Regions from separate parts of the Drosophila melanogaster genome. Here region 2 is linked to region 1. A link is a contact called in public Hi-C data. All regions are on one chromosome and are shown on one strand. Each heading gives the region's core, a stretch centred on a gene start, on an enhancer-like site or on the middle of the called end of the contact. The rest is flanking DNA. Distances are from core to core; before and after follow the strand shown. Region 1 holds the start of tinc (tincar). Region 2 holds the start of DNaseII (Deoxyribonuclease II).

Region 1 (2,962 bases), core at 262-2,761:
GCCATTGCAGCTTCTCGATCTCCGCCACATAGTGCTCCTTTTGTGGCCCCTTTCCGGTGATGATACACAGCAGGGAAGGATAAACCAACGGCTCTGCTTGCGCAGTCTCCTCGTAAGCTTGCAAAGCCTTAAGCAGTATACCGAAGTCCTCGTCCGGCGTCCAACTGGTGCTGGAAACCAGCACGGCTTGTCGCTGTGGTCTGTACTGCACAACACCGCTGGCCAGCTTTTGGGTAAGAGCGGTGGCCTCCAGAACATCGGATTGTTCGGCGTCCTTGGCCTGGAACTGTGGGTAGTCTTTGGCCAGCTTCAGGTACAGCTCGTGCTTGTGAGTCAAGTCGATGGGATGGAATTGCGCGGGCGCACGATCATACAGAACTTTGACAGGCCTGAAAGATGAGTCGCGGCTGAGTTATTTACTTCGTTTAGATGGATGTGATGAGGACTTACCCAATGCCCCAGTTTTGCTGCAGATCCTCTTGCATGGCCCGCGTCACACAGAAGTGTGTGTGTGCCTTGGAGCCGAAGTATCGCTCCAGTCGCCTAACCAATCGTATTAGAGGACTCTGCTCTCCCTTCGACATTCCCAATGCCAGCACTGTGTACGTGTAGTTGTGCCAATCGATGGCCAGCTTGGTTCGTGTGACCGCACAGTACAGATAGCACACAATCAGCGTGGGAATGCCGGGCGGATTCTGGACGAGTAGGAAGCTGGGACGGCCAATGGAGATGAGAGCCATCAGCAGACTGAGCGTCTGCCAAAAGGCCTTGAAGAGCAGGCGCAGTTTGGGTGTTAGGTTCGTCACTGGGACGGCAGTTAGCTCGTGGATTCGGCAACGTGGATGTTGAGTCAGTTCCTCCAGCGGCCTCGTCTCCAGATACCCAATCATGTCCACGTGGTAGTTCTCCTCGAGAAGACTCTGGGCATGGTACTGCATGCGCGGACTGCGTCCAATGTCGCCCAGCACGATGACGCAGGCGTTGCGCTTCTTGGGCAGCACTTCCGCCATCGCTGGGCAAGAAAAATAAGCGCTTTATCTGCGATCAAAGGGAATTGCGCGTTTTGTTTGTGATTCGGTTGAATCCTGTGGAATAGTGGGACCGTACTCAGCCGCTGCAAAATGCCTCGGAACTCTGCTATTATGGCGCTATGTTAGGGTGGTTCATTTCAACATTTATTTACTACCTGTTTTAAAAATTTGGGTATTTTATCATTTTATCCATCTATTCTATTTCATTTAATTTTTTAAGATGAGTAATCAGAATTCTTAGATTTATATGAGCGAATATATATACTGTTTAGATTTCAAAGTATGAAGTGATAAAATAGCATAATTTTAAGCTACATTTTTTCTCTAACATTGCATTTACATTTCTTAACAGTACTGTAAAATAAAATGAGTGCGGTTAACAGGGAAATAACTTAACAGTTGCCGAGTGACCGTACCTGCTTTGCGTATGTATGATCTTAATTGCAGTAAACGTGACTGGTCACACCACACCGCTCAAACTGAATTCTCCATTCAAATTCGGATTCGTATGGACGTAACGTCGCGGCTCGTGAGTGCGGCACTTTTCTAGCGGGACTTCAAGCTCAGTGTGTGTGTGTGCGCGACAGTGCGTCGGTGTGTGTGAGTGTTTACCCACAAAGCTGTGCTACAATTTTCGCAGCAACTAATGCTCAGGTAGAGGAAATATTATTAAATATACTAGTTGGTGATGAAAAACAAATAATTGAAACAAAGTTTATGACTGCTTAAACGGGAGAATTGCCGGTGAGTAAAATCAGGAAAAGCACTCCAACTGCCGTTATTTTACGCATTTTCGCCGGCACAACAAGCCGGCTTTCCACCCTCCAGTTGGCGCCTGTCTGGATGTCAATGTGTGGGTGGCTCTATCGTTGTCCGCGTGTGTGTGTATCTGTGTCTGTGTGTGGGGGTATTTCGAGCCATCGAATTTCGATGAAGTGGAAATGCAAATTTCGTACACCACATACTACAATTTCCCGAGCTCCTGCTGGCTTTGTTCTCCATTTATGCATTTTTATGCGCGTAGTATTTTTCCTCTCTAGTGCCATCGTCAAATTTGTCACCCGGCTGTCTGAGATTATAACTAGGTGTACAGATGCGGTAGAAATATTAATATCGTTTACAGATTTTTATACGCGTATGAATAAGCAATAAAGAGGATACTATAACCTTTAAGGCCATCAAATATCCTTAAAGATATTATTTGCAAATGTCAAAGGAATGTCAAAGATACTATTATTGTATGTAATTGCTCTTAAAGATCACAAAGACTGAAGTATGATAATCTTAACAGCTACTTTTAATATTAAGAATTTCCCATTAAGGAAGTAAACAATTATAGAAATTTACTTATTTGACTTATAGCTATCAAACAAATATGCCGATCCAGATTTATTGCTTTTGAATATGATTTTCCGCATGATATAGATATTGTATTATTCTGAACCCAGCTGTGAGTGTGCTCCACGTAGTTTATCCCATTATGCTCGTCTGCAATTTCTGATCCAGACGCGATACGCTCCGCGCATCGTCCTTCTGCTCCTGCGTCCTACGTCCTTCGCAGAAGGCAGATAGCCAAGCCAGCGGGCCACCCCCAAACGGTGGGCGGTGAACGCGGGGTGGTGGTTGCACTGCTGCTCGGATGGTTGGGTGGTTTTTGGTGGGTGGCTGTATTTTCCTGGGGTTGGCCCGCAAGTTTCCACTCTTGATTTTTGATTTCAGTCCGACTTTTTATGGCGCTGCAGAAGTTTTCGCTCTGCCGTTGCCCTTTTGCGCTCTTTTTCATTCTCTTTCCGTATGGCAGCATTTGGCATAGAAAACTTATCCTCGGTCTAGACACGGAATGAAAAGGACATTTTTCTTAACCAGGTTTATGCGGTGGCAATATTGCAAAAATCATATCTCAGGATAATTCATATATTTGCCCTAAAGCT
Region 2 (2,962 bases), core at 343-2,842, 210 kb after region 1:
TATATATATATATATATATATATATATTAATGAAAAGCAGGCGCAAATTAGGCGCAGCAAATTTCAAAAATAACAAAGAAGGAGAATGATAAAATTATTAAATATGCCGAAAGTCTAACGGGAAATGCAATTTTATTTGCATAACTCAACAGTTGAGTCTACTTTTATCCGTAAATAATACGAAAATAATGATTAATATTAATTGAGATATTAAAAGTAAAAAAAAAAAAATACAAGAAATGGCAAGTATTTGTCTATTTTGAGGCTCATTTATTTAACATTTTCGCGAAACCAAGTACGACCTTCTTTTTTCAAATCGAATAAAGATCTTTGCTAATATTGTAAAAAACAAATTGATTTTTCAAGCAAATGAAAACCAAAACGTATAGCTAAATATTATTATAAAACTTACATAAAACAGAAACAAAACTCGTATATATATATATATAAATATAAATATCAGCCTTGTTCTTTATATATATATTTGAAAAACCAAAAAAATGAAAAACCATACAAAATATTAATAAATTATTAACAACTATGAAAAAATTGATACAAAAAAAAAAAATACATAAAAAATATTTAGCGAAAATATTGTATTGTGAGTTTAAATGTATTGTTGCATACGAAACCAAAGAAATGACATAACAAATCGGTACACCTAAGTTAAATATAAATCTAAATGGCAATACCAACCGATTGGCAAAACAAAAAGAAAAAAAAACATAATATCATCTGATAATATCATATCAGATCGGATCAAAGCAGATCAGAGGAAATTCGAAACAGAATGAAAGGTGAACCATTTTTTCACAGACAGCCACCAGCGATAAGAACTAACGAAGTTGAATTCAATTAATTTACCAGACAGTTTATTTCCAATATAATTCAATATTAGCAGATGGGCTCGCCCGCCCGCAAGACAAATTATACAATTTGATAACGATAATATTTTCATGCGATCACGATCGAGGAGGAAAGCACAAACGATATGCCCTGCAATGCAAACGGGGAAAAGAGCAACAAATTGCAGTTTTCAGCAGGCGACAAATTATAATAATACAATACGAATAATAAATAAAAACTTTAACAATTGTTTTGTGTAATTGTAAAGAAGTGGAGTTCTTTTCACCGCCAGTGGGATGAATGGGATGTTTATGTGATGATGGTGAAATGGGTAAGTATTTATAATATGTTACAGATTGGACAAGATTCTTAGTAGTTTCTTATAATATCCATAAAAATGAAGTCAAACATATTTAGTAGAGTATAATATATTCGTTGTAGCCGCATTTAGTGCGCTTGGCTTATCAGCGACCTCTCTGTTCGACTGATCTTTTGCAATAAGTGGCTGACCCCTCAGATAGCAGACAACGTGGCGATAGGCTGTGTTAAAAACCCAAACACGACCAAATATTTACAAATCCAACTTTTAGATAAAACAGACAAACAGCAAGGATCTCAGTTTTCACTCGATTCAAGCGTTTTTACCTGGTGAAGAAATCGAAAAAGATTAAGATGGATTTCAATTTGCGACTGAGACACCCTGTATGAGCACAGCCGTTGATTGGATTGGATTCACTGACACTTATTTAGTTGTTTTCCGGCCGAGCAACTTGAAGGTTGTACAATGCGATCTCTGTGCTTCGTTTTGCTGTTCGTTTGGTTTTTCTACCAAAACGAAGCTAAGTCTAAGGTTTCCTGTAAGGATGAAGCTGGAAACGATGTAGATTGGTAAGTATTTCGATTAACAGATCAAACAATAAATAGTTTAGTTCTTAAAACATTACTAAATGTGCTTATTAGAAAAGTTACTTATAAATATTGGCCTTTCACATACTTTTTCATTTATCTGCAGTCGCTGTTTGCATATCATTAACAATTTGCAAACACAACGTATTTTAGTTATTTATATACACTGCTGTATTGAGATTATTCTAAAAGAGGCGATAAACAAATTGAATATGATGAGTTCAAGTTCAAGCGGAAAAATTGATAATAATTGTACAATACTGTGTGACAAGAAATTAAAAAGTAATTAGTGTGTTATTTTGTTTCCTAAAATGAGAGATTTAAATCAAAGTTGTTTGCTACAAACAAACTTAATCAATTTGATAACAATAACATCATTTTTAATACTTTTCCATTTCCAAAAATAGATTAAATGGTAATTATTTTTTTTTTTTAATATCTTAAAAACAAATTTCCAAAGATTGAGGGGTTTTCTCGATGAGATAAACATGTTTTTAATTTATTTAATAATTTTTTTTCAAATATTCCTTTATAATTTTAGGTGGCACCTTTACAAACTGCCCAAGCACTACCAGCACAACGATTTGGGCAAGGACACCAGTGGCTTGAAGTACCTGTACGTGACCAGCCAGAACTATGACACCTGGCAGATGTCGGGAAAGTTCATTAGTGATCCCCTATCGCTGCCTGCCCAGACCCTTAACCCCTTGAACGACGATCCCAGCCACACTCTGCTGGCCGCCTACAACGATCAACAGCCGAATGGCACGGTTTTCAGCAGCGGTGGTCATGCCAAAGGAGTGGTGGCCAGTGATGGGGAGACGGCTATTTGGATTGTCCACTCGGTGCCCAAATTTCCAACAATTCCGGACTACAGCTATCCCACATCCGGCGAGCAGTACGCACAGAGCATGCTCTGCGTCACACTGAAGGGCGAGGATTTGGAGAAGGTTGGTCAGATTCTGGTGTACAATGAACCGCACTTCTACTATCAACGCAACCCGCTGGCCACTCGCTCCGATGAGCTGTTCCCGAGCCTGGAAAGGGCTCTGCATGGTCAGTGGCGGACGGAATCACCGTTCCAGAAGGACTTGGAGGTGCGCAGCTTGGACGGCAAGAAGTTCCGGCTGTTTGGCAAGAGTGGACGCGCCAATGTGGAGCTGTACGCCGATGTGGTCGCACCCACTCTGGATGTCAGTCTTTTTGTGGA

What was found. Hi-C and Micro-C count contacts between places; a contact is called where the count stands out from the background.
Region 2: a contact with region 1 is called in a Hi-C map of the Kc167 cell line, with 1.9 times the contacts expected there. The contact joins the promoter of DNaseII here to the promoter of tinc in region 1. A contact is called at or near these places in 13 of 107 Hi-C or Micro-C datasets (the Clone 8 cell line, the D17-c3 cell line, the Kc167 cell line and 4 more) and 1 of 6 datasets of contacts at active chromatin or transcription factors (the Kc167 cell line).

What each region holds. Positions count from the first base shown.
Region 1 is chr3R:17,810,030-17,812,991 of dm6, forward strand. It overlaps tinc (tincar), which reads left to right and starts at 1,512. Exons shown (of 10, transcript NM_176511.3): 1 at 1,512-1,775. It overlaps Alg1 (ALG1, chitobiosyldiphosphodolichol beta-mannosyltransferase), which reads right to left and starts at 1,105. Exons shown (of 3, transcript NM_142405.3): 1 at 451-1,105; 2 at 1-389. The coding sequence starts at 1,010.
Region 2 is chr3R:18,017,783-18,020,744 of dm6, forward strand. DNaseII (Deoxyribonuclease II) reads left to right here and starts at 1,593. Exons shown (of 2, transcript NM_142415.3): 1 at 1,593-1,734; 2 at 2,294-2,962. The coding sequence starts at 1,631. It overlaps cpo (couch potato), which reads left to right. Exons shown (of 11, transcript NM_001014631.3): 11 at 1-1,110.